Linked DNA regions of Drosophila melanogaster: region 2 is linked to region 1. The links are chromatin contacts, called in public Hi-C maps. All regions are on one chromosome and are shown on one strand. The core of a region is the stretch at or near the end of the contact, and the rest is flanking DNA. Distances in the headings are between cores, read along the strand shown.

Evidence for each region. A called contact is a pair of places that touch in the nucleus more often than the background predicts.
Region 2: a Hi-C map of the Kc167 cell line shows a contact between it and region 1, with 2.1 times the contacts expected there. A contact is called at or near these places in 21 of 107 Hi-C or Micro-C datasets (the D17-c3 cell line, the Kc167 cell line, the OSC cell line and 11 more).

What each region holds. Positions count from the first base shown.
Region 1 is chr3R:29,772,588-29,777,900 of dm6, forward strand. It overlaps lncRNA:CR46110 (long non-coding RNA:CR46110), which reads right to left and starts at 2,464. Exons shown (of 1, transcript NR_133481.1): 1 at 1,737-2,464. The region is part of intron 1 of kay (kayak); the gene reads left to right.
Region 2 is chr3R:30,104,570-30,109,882 of dm6, forward strand. lncRNA:CR46112 (long non-coding RNA:CR46112) reads left to right here and starts at 2,428. Exons shown (of 1, transcript NR_133483.1): 1 at 2,428-2,963. It overlaps sima (similar), which reads left to right. Exons shown (of 12, transcript NM_079845.4): 8 at 1-240; 9 at 4,726-5,213; 10 at 5,281-5,313.

The DNA.
Region 1 (5,313 bases), core at 1,214-3,713:
CAAAATATTGAAAATCTTTTAATCCATACCTTTCAACAACTTATCAATGATACTATTCTAGTTATAAAGAGTAAGACTTTAAATATCTCTGGCAACTGGTTCCGATTATTTCAATATCTTCTGCATCCCTGGCATCTACGCAACTTGAATTTCCAGGCTTGCCGCTTGTGTGCGTGTATCTGTGTGGGCCGCTCGCAGCTCGCGAGCGTGTGTGTGCGTGTGTATGCGAGGCAATGGCCAAGACGTCACCCGTCTGTTCGCTGCAGTGGGAAAGAGAGAGGAGTGGATAGCGGGAGAGACAGAGGCAGAGGCAGCGGAATGGAGCGAGCGGTCGGTCTTTGCCGTCGCCAGTTGCCAGTTGTTCAGTTATTTTTCGCTTTTTGTTAAGGCAACTTATTGAAACGCGACTGCAGCAAACGGCAGCGGAAAGCCACGCGGCCGTCTCCCTCTCACTCTCGTTCTCGCTCGCGCCACTCTCTCTGTCTCTCTCTCTCACCCCCGTTAATCGGCCGCAGTCCATCAGTGCCACCCAACCTCCCCCGCCCCTACGCCCCACGCCCACTAGTGCTCTCCCGCTCGCGCGCGCCGCGAGCCACGTTGGTTGGAGCGAGACAAAGATTCCCCGCCCCCCAAAGGAAATCCAGCCAACTTGTTGTTGTTACACTTGATTGTTTAACACTTTCACAAGTGCAAAGCCAGAACATTCCCAACAAACCGTCAAAAAACTGTGTGATATCTGCAATACAGCAACGCTTTTTTCCCGCAGAGCGGTAGAAATCCGTGGATAATTACGAAATATTCAACCTAAAGTCGTTCAAAGTTCGATAAACAACGGTGTGTGGAGCGGGGCGTGGTTCGCCCGACTTTAATCTACAGAATTGACTGGAAAAGGCCAAAAAGGCGAAAAGAGAGTGTGTGTGTGTGTGCTCGTGTGCTGGTGTTTGATTGTGTGTGTGAGTGCCAGCTGCACATGTAAGTTTTGTTTATAATCGCCAACTGGAGAGCAGCAACAATGAAAGTCAAAGTGGAGCGCACAACGAAAAAGCCCGCCATCAGAAAGCCCGAGGATCCAGATCCGGCGGAAGAGGACAGGGTCAAGATGGTGCAGGATGACCCAGAGGACCAGGAGAACCAGGCGGTGGATGAGGAGGAGCTGGACTTTCTGCCCGCCGATCTAAGCGCTGCGATATCGACGGCGACAACGAAAATAGCAACACCGACGCGCAATCTTATCGTAAGTGCGATACTCTATTTGTGTACCCTACATACGCGGGAGTATTATCAGTCGGAGAACGGGTTGACTTTACAACTGTTACTTTCTTATAGGTCACATGCACCTTGGTAGCTCGGTCATATGCTAAAAGAATCTAAAGAAACTTGACCAATAAGCCCAAAATTATTGTGCTACCAATAGCGAATGGTTGCCTTGAAATTCCCTTGCAGATAGTTGAATCTAGAAAATAAGATGATTATTCACTTATGAATTCGCACACTGAAAGGGTATTCGCGCTTCGTTGCCATCTGGTTTTATTGCTATTCACTCGGATTAATAAAGAGGAAGTGGGATAGAAGAGGATAGGTACGGTCGGGCGGTACAAACTGGTACTGCATAGAACGCAATAATTCCGTACTCCCCCCGGTTTTGGATATGAATCTCAACATATCTCACAGAAAGCGTCTGAATGCTAAGGCTGACTTTGTCTGTGAGGCGAAAACATATAGAAAACGGCACACATACGGGTCTGGAAACTTGTTTAAAAAATATATTGAACTTTTTGTTTTTTGTTGTTGCCTTGTATACTCGTCTGCCTTTTTTTTTATTATGATTATTCGCCGAATTGTGTGGTGCGCATTTTGTTGTAGCTTTCCATTGTTATTGTTGCCGCTGTCTCGTTTTGGTTTTTATTTCGTATTTACTTTGTCGACATCTTTGGAATTTCAATTTACACTTTTGTTGTTGTTTCGCGCTGTCACTGTGCCGCTCTCTCACGCGCACAAGGCAGTTAAATGGCAGAGAGAGAGAGAGAGAGAGAGAGCCAGAGAGCGCGAGCAGCTCACACAGATACTTTTATCGCATGCGAGAGAGGCAGACGTGAGTGGGAGAGCGCGACGAGTGCGAGTGAGTGGCTTATTGTGCATTCCCTCGTTGCACTTGATTCGTAGTCGCAGCCAAGGTTGCCCTCTTTGCATTTGTTTTTCTATTGTTCCACTATCTCTCTGTTTCTATTTCGTTTGGTTTTCGGACATTCCCCTCACCATCCATCGCCATCCCCTGTGTATCTTGTATCTGTCAGATATTTGCACCCTGCATCTGTTTCTTTTTTTGTGGCGTAGGTGCGGTCTTTATTGCTGCTTGATTCTCGTTCGCAACACGTGCATCGCCAATTTCATATTGCTGCACTGTGGCCAATAAGCCAAGAAACCGCTCGGAGGTCAAGGCTTTCGCTTCCGTTTCTAATTGGATTCCACTTGGGACTGCGGCAAGCTATGAAATACTGGATAGCATATCTATCTGAAATTTGTATTTGCCGCATTTTGGTGTGATTTTAAATTTAACTTTGACGAAGCTTATTGATTTTCAAAGATATGTTTTTAAATGTCTATGCTAACTGTCTATATCCTTAGGTGGACATATATATTTTTTATTTTATTAGCAATAATGACTGCCACTTTCGGCTGCCTTTAGAATTCAAAGGGAAATCTTGAATGCGAAAATAGACTTGTCTTCTGTTCGGCACGCAAATCCCCCGGCTAATACCAGACTTGACAAGCGAAATATATATATGTACATATATATCTTTCCACCCCGATTTCCCATTCGGCTGACATTCGAAATTATGCTGCAGTTGATTTTGCCATAGAATTAAATCCAATGCCAAGGTCAAGTGGCACTCAGATGCTGCGGCTCACCCCCGTTCTTCCCCCCCCGAATACCTCGAATCCCCCCTCGAATCTCGCTGGTATTCCACTTAGAATGTCAAGCGACTCACGCGTCGAAATGTTTGAGATGCAATGTTGGGTATGGTGATAGGATGGGGATATGGCGATCGGGATGGTGGGCTTGGGGTTGTATTTTGCGATTATATGTATACTGAATATGGTGCTGTGCACTTGAACAACTCAAATTGCCTTTTTCGCATTGCGCTGCATAAAACATGCAGCGTGCTACATAAATATTCCATGCATTAAAAGCAAACGCATTAAAAGTCACGAGCAAATCGGCTAACGAGCAGCGAACTCTCCTCGGAGATAACCTTTTTACGGATTTTTATGTTTGCACACTCGGGGTCAAGAGAATAGGGTTTAATTAATTGCAAAACACAAGCTGGAGATCACATGAGATCACTATAGGTATAGGATAGGATTAATCCTAGAGATTGTGTTATTAGGTGATCACAACCACTTTCTGCCAATAATAATTGCCTACATTTATATTTGATTCGTTTTAGTATTGATTTAAAAAAAAAGCCCTTTCGTTGCGACACCAACTGTACAGAACAGAACCGCAGATTCGTTTTTTTTAGCGCTTTATAATCACGATCGGATATCCAGCAGAAATTGCCAATTTAATGTGCGCATCAACTAAAAATAAATAAATATAAAATTGCCAATGCTTCGGCCGCCGCCTTTGTTGCCATCGACATCAGCGTGCTCACTTAGCCAGCAAATAAATAAATAAATGCACACACATCACAACAAAACACAACAAAATAAACAATTAATTATTGTTGTTCTTGTCTTGTTGTAATTTCGTCTTCGGTTCCTACGTTTTTTATGGCGAATCTTTTACGACATTTCGCCTTTGCTGTCCTCGCACTCGTTTTCTCATTTCTTATATCTTATTTGCTTTTATTATTATGGCTTTCGATTGTTCCAGGAAAATTTCCGGGGATTTCGAAAATTCAACCGCGTTGCTTCACGCACGTTCATAGATTAAAATCCATATAAATAGATTGTGTAGATAGCAGAATGCACTTGTTACCCAAAAGCGATTTCTTTGATTAATTTGTGGGTTTCGGGGGAAATGTGCAATGTGCACCTTGCCAGAATTGATAAGAAAAAAGGTAAATATAACTCTTAGTGCCCAGTGAAAACTGGGAAATGATCAATTGGTTTTACTTATCAACTTTATGTGTTAGCTTTCCTTCTTCGAAATAATAACAATTTTATTTAAAATAATATAGCTTACGAATGCTAGCTAACTCCAGCTGTAAGAATAGAAACTTTATAACAAGATTATTTATAGGATGAGCTGGCCATTTTTTATCAGATCTTTACTAAGACGGCTTAGCTTATCTCTGGATCTGTGTTCTTTCGCTAGATTTGCTATTTCAATTAGTTAAAATCATCGGTATGAAAGATACTTTGTACATACATGGCTATCTGCACTTCAAAGAGCGTTTAGCTTGTGCATTTTGGCGCTACGCTAATGAAATCGTCTCATGACGTCAATGGCTTGAACTTAGCATAAGTTGAGGCCTTTGAAAAGAAAACAACTTTAGAGTTGAGAAGCCGGTTTTCGGGCCGCGATTCATTTGAGAGCCAAATTTGGTCAACACGGTTACTCCGCGCCATGACGTCACAAGTTTGGGGGCCAGAGGAAAGCGATCGCTTTTCCATACCATTAGAAAATAAGACCGAGAGCATTATGTCATCACCCAATCGAGCATTTCGAACTAACGAGCTGGTAAAAAAAAAAAATATGTAAGCAGCCAAAGGAAAATGTCAGAAGTTGCGTGTTTTCGCACTAGCTTTCGATTTTCTCGGAATCAAAATGGGGCCGTCATGGGTAGCAAAAGTGGGAGAAATAAATACGTTTATCAGGACCGCTGAGAGGGGGGTGGGGGTTAGATGGGGCACTGATAGGGCTTATCTCCTACATACATAGACACCGCAAAAATTCACAAGAGTCACGCTTTCATCTGAAATTTAAATAGATATAGTGAATACAAACCACAATCTATCGTAAATGAGCAGTATAATAGAAATTTATTAATTAATCTGCTGTTTTATGCAAATGTATTTATTCCCTTTTATATTTTTGTGAGTTTACTAAACTCTCGCAATTAGAATGTGGCTACTTAATGCTAAGTGCCAAAGAATAATACCCACTATTCGACTAATTGAGTTATACGTCGGCAAAACAACTAATTCCAGGCGAAATGCCGGCGGAAATGGCACATGCCGCCAAATGGGATTGGGAAATGGGTGTGGATTCGGAATTGGAATTGGCCGGATTGCCCGCCGCAATTCGAGCACATCTGGAATGGAGTGGAGTGTGGCAGAAAGTGCACTCGCCAGTGAAAGATTTAC
Region 2 (5,313 bases), core at 1,178-3,677, 330 kb after region 1:
GCCCGAGTCCAGCTCCACCCCTAACACCACCGCCCACAGCGGTGCTCTGCAAGAAGACTCCGCTCGGCGTGGAGCCCAATCTGCCGCCAACCACCACCGCTACGGCAGCCATAATCTCCTCGAGCAATCAGCAGCTGCAGATCGCACAGCAAACCCAACTGCAGAATCCCCAGCAACCAGCTCAAGATATGAGTAAAGGATTCTGTTCGCTATTTGCCGACGATGGACGAGGTCTGACAAGTAAGTACCACCCTCCTTCTTCTTTCTTTCTAGAAACACAAGGAAATGTTACGGAGATCTCTATCTTTTACCTTTCACAAACTCTCAAGAATTCACGTACTATGCATTTGAGCACTCTACGGTTTTCATTTCCTAATTAAAGAGCTGCTAAGTTAGATACTGTATAAATAGTTATGGCAACGTAATCATTTATGAGTATGCTCTTATCAAGCTACACTATATCTTATATTAGTAAGTCAGTAGTTAAACGATAGAGATTTCTGTAACACACCTTGCGCTACATAACTAAATTCGGTTGTTAGGGAAGGTGTGGTTGAATCAGCTGATAAGTGTTGAAAATACTACAAAACAGGAAAGATTCGCAAACCGCTTTTGAGTAGTTTTTCGCTCGCCTGATAAGTGCACACAGCAAGGTATATAATGGTGCGGTGTATATATGGAGGGCTATATACTAGGAGGGGTGGATTCCGATTCCCATTCCCATCCGTACTTAACCGCAAGCCGGTTGACGATGCAATTGCCCGGCTCTTATGTCACAATTTGCCGGCATTACGCATACGCAGTGTTGTGTGTATGTGGAACCGTGGGGGATCGTTTATTGCAAGATTAGAGTTTGCTGGTGTTGGTTTTGTTTTTAAGAGTGAAGATCGCCGCCATGGAATGGGTCAATATATGGCACTGTAAAGTGGGTTAACTTAGGTAATCAATTCGAATGTTCTGAATGGTGGGTTATTGTGTATACGTCGCGTGTTACATCAAAGCATATTTTTGATTTCAATGTATAATAGGCCTTATTAAAATTCTACCCTTGCCGTTAGTACTTTACTTTCGTTATGGGCGTATTTAGTTAATGGTTTAATTTGTTCTTAAAATAGCAGGCTACAAACCGTTCTCGATCGTAAACACATTTCTATAATATTTCCCACTAGAAATCATATGATTAAATTATTCAGAAAAAACGTCACCGATTGTTTTGCCCACTCTTTTCATTTCTCTATTCGAATATTTGTGTATTTCGAATGTTTTTTTGTGCCCATCGAGTGAATTTTTCCACTCTTTTATTTTCTTTTTTTTTTTTTTTTTTCGCTGGCAGCTTCTGCCGCCTGGTGACAAAAAACAGAAATATGAATATTAACTTGAGCCAATTAATATGCTAAGCGATGTGCCTGTCATCGGGGGGAAGGCGGGGGTCCTCTAAAAAAGAGTGAAAACCAGGGGCAGTGGAGAGCTGAATTTTTGGCGCGTGTGCCAAGGTCCGTCGATGGATCAAGCGCTGCTGTGTCGCATGTTGTGTTGCCTGGGTAGCCCGAGTTCCCCTTTCCAGATCCATTGGCCCCCCGAAATGTTGGGTGTATATTCGACACTTTCAAGTGGACCTGCAGCCTCTAATCGCGCTCGCTTTCGTTTGTGTTGACATTTTGCTGGGCCTGCAGACTCGGATGTAGTCTACTTTGCTTTACTTTCTTCTAACGCGTCGGCTATATTTATTTTTGTTTCGTGGAACGTAAATAAACAGGGGAAATGCCTCGAATCAGATTGCCTTAAGGGGATCATGATGATGAGTAGCCGGTGTTTTTATGTAATTTTTGTCACCGCGTTTGTTTGGTTGTTTGGTATTTTTCCAAACACCTCAAATATTCCGTTCGTCAGTCTAATCAGTTGTAACACTCGATCGCCTCGATTGCCGGTCGTCAGATACTTGCGTTTTCAAGGCACAGATAATCGGGAGGGAATTCTTCTCGCTGCCCAAACAAAAGTAACTCGTTGCCAAACAAAAACAAAGTGCCTGGCCAGTGTAATTACCTTATGCTCTTATCCACTCCCAATCTACAAAAGCAAATATTTGTAACGATAGCACACGGCTGGGAGCACCACCTTGGCCATAAATATCAATTGGCCGATACAGGCCAGTTATGCTATGCGAGTAGGAGGAGGAGGCGGTTGGAAATTGGGGCTTGGGATCGAAGGGGAATATGGACAACGCACTTCTATCGTGATTAGCACGCGTGATAAGCGCGCCCATCACGACCAGAAGCACAAATGGGGAATAAAAATAACAGACGGTCGAATGGTTGGATTGGATTCTCTGCTGCTAATCACCCGGGTTCAAGTTCACAGCTGATATGATGTGTCCGAGCCTGATTTCAGGTCTGTGGCGGCTGCTGTGTAAGCTGTCAGTATTTTCGGGCTCTTACATAAAGCTACAATAAATAGCCGAAGCTCAAGCTTTCCAGCATCACATCACGCCCTGCCTGTCCCCATTTGGTGGTGGCTCTCTTCTGATCTCTGCGGGTTAGTTCTTAAGTGCCCGTGTCCGTTGTTTACATATTCCGATTTTGATTTGGAACTACGTCACGTCACGAGTCGCCGTCTTCAATTGCAGATGATGACATAAATTTATTTAAATTGAAGACGTTTTGCTCCCGGCCTCTGGGTTCTGTGTTCTGGGTTCTCTCCAATTGTCCCGAAGATTCCTCGCAGTCACGCGTTGAGCATACACCGACGGTATGAATTTTTTGTGAGTGCTAATGCGGCAACCTGTTCCCTCGAAAACCTTCGAATACAGCACACACGCCTCAAGTGCACCGAATGTGGCTCAAGTGCAGAGATGCCTTTCACAAGTTTCTCACGACCGACCTCTCATCGGTTGCACATAAAGAAATGCTGTGTTCTTTGAATGACTGATCAAAAAGGCGATTAAAAGACTTTAAATAACATAAATTAATCTCCGACAAATGAGTTTATATATCTTTTAAGCAAAATGCCTTTCAATAGATTCCTTTCGACAGTTGTACGCAGTCCTTGGCCAAGAAACAGTCGCAGCTGCTCCGTCCTCTTTAGCCTTGCGTGTAGGCGCAGTTAGCCAGATAGCCGCTAAATGCCATTCCCGGCCTTGCACCTTCACGAAAAACAACACATTCGATTAGCTGTAATATATAGAAGCACTTTGCAAATATCTCATAAAATGCACTCCTCGATTCCGATAAAGATACAGATAGACATAGACCCCCGATGGGCTGTGTTTTCGGTTCTGTTCAGTTCTGTGTGTGCCGTATTATCGTGCGCCATAATTTCTGTTGTTTTTTCCGCAAAAAGCTTTGCCAACGTTGAGTAGCACTCGAGTGCCATAATTACAAGTCACACTGCCGGGTTGGGGGCTCCATAAAGAAGGGGCTGGGGCATGCGGGGCGTCAGACCTTTGGGCCTGCATTGTTAATTAATTTGTTTGTGTCGAATGCAACGACCGCAAGAGCAAGCAGATGCCAGCTACAAGCTGTGCAAATCCCTAACACACCGCTAATCAGATCTTTATTGCCGCTTTCCTAAAAATGGCATTGGAATATGTTCTGCACGTAGAGAAAATGATGCATAGACTAGATTTTTAGAGGGACCATATCGCTGTGTCGTGCAATAGATAACATGGTGTGACCATGCATTCAAATATCAACCATAAATTAGGTTGTTTTACTAGAAGTTTTGAGTAACGGAACTATATTTAAAAAGCATTATTTCTCTGCATGTGAAATGCATTGACTAAGCCGCTTGTGGGCTGGTGAGGAGGCGCGAGCCCATTCCAGGCAATCTGCTTACTATATTCTGGCTTATATGGCTGCCTGGTGGCAGTTGCCGCAGTTGGGATTTATCCGTATTATATATGGCTCTTTGATAGAAGTAAGCGGCTGAGCCAAAGGCAAACAATGCACTCGCACTTATATTCACGAACTTGGGCTTGCATTTGAAATTCTATTTGGCCTGCGGTCTCTCCGTCGTTTTAGTTAGTTTTTCATTTCCATTTTGCAACTTAATAGTCGGCACACACAGGCGGTTGGGACCAGTTTTATTAGCATACCGTCTAGTATAGCAAACCCCATGACGGGCATATGGGATAGGGATGGGGCTGGTGATCGTGATCGGGATGGGTTGATAGCTGAGACACGGCTTAGATGCTTAAGAACCTATAAGTATGAGAGGATCTACGTAGGTGACGCACAGGCCAATCTAGCGGCAAGATCGCCCCTGGTTCAAGACCCCATACTGATAAGGGAACTTGCACCTGATCTGGGGCGATGCACCCGATAGTTACTCAATTCCGTAAAAATAACCTGAAATCCAGCGATCTTATCGTTGTTGAGTTCCTGTTTCAGGAGCGTTTGTTTTCGCACCGCTTCGCTTGCATTTATTCCGCGTACGTCAATAGGCCCGAAATGCTGATTAATGAGTCGTCCGGCCATAAAAATCATGGCTCTGCTTCGATTCCACCGCGAAGGCAATTGGAGCGACTAATTCATGAGGGGAGCGCATTTGCCTTCAATTAGATTCAATTGAGAGCTGTCAATTAGGGGCGACTCTGGCGAGCGATAATTGAAATTTCGGCAGCACACAAGCCACAATTAACAGTAGACCGAAAACCGAATTGAGATGTAGCACCCCAGCGCAAACTAGGTGAAACCGCCACTAACTGAATGCTTTTCTTTTCGATTTTAGTGCTTAAGGAAGAACCTGACGATTTGTCCCACCACCTGGCCTCCACCAATTGCATTCAGCTGGACGAGATGACTCCCTTCAGTGACATGTTGGTTGGCCTCATGGGCACCTGCCTGCTGCCCGAGGATATCAATTCCCTGGACTCGACCACCTGCTCCACGACGGCCAGCGGCCAGCACTACCAGAGCCCCAGCAGCAGCAGCACCTCTGCACCCAGCAATACCAGTAGCAGCAATAATAGCTATGCCAACAGTCCGCTCAGCCCGCTTACACCCAATTCCACGGCAACCGCTAGCAATCCCAGTCATCAGCAGCAACAGCAACATCACAACCAGCAGCAGCAGCAGCAACAACAGCAGCAGCATCATCCCCAGCACCACGACAACAGCAACAGCAGCAGCAACATCGATCCGCTGTTCAACTATCGCGAGGAGTCGAATGACACAAGCTGCTCGCAACATCTGCATTCGCCTAGCATCACATCAAAGGTGAGTTACCTAGACTTTCAAGCATTGATTATCCTTACTGATCGATATGTCCCATCTATTGCAACAGAGTCCCGAGGACAGCAGCCTCCCATCGTTGTGC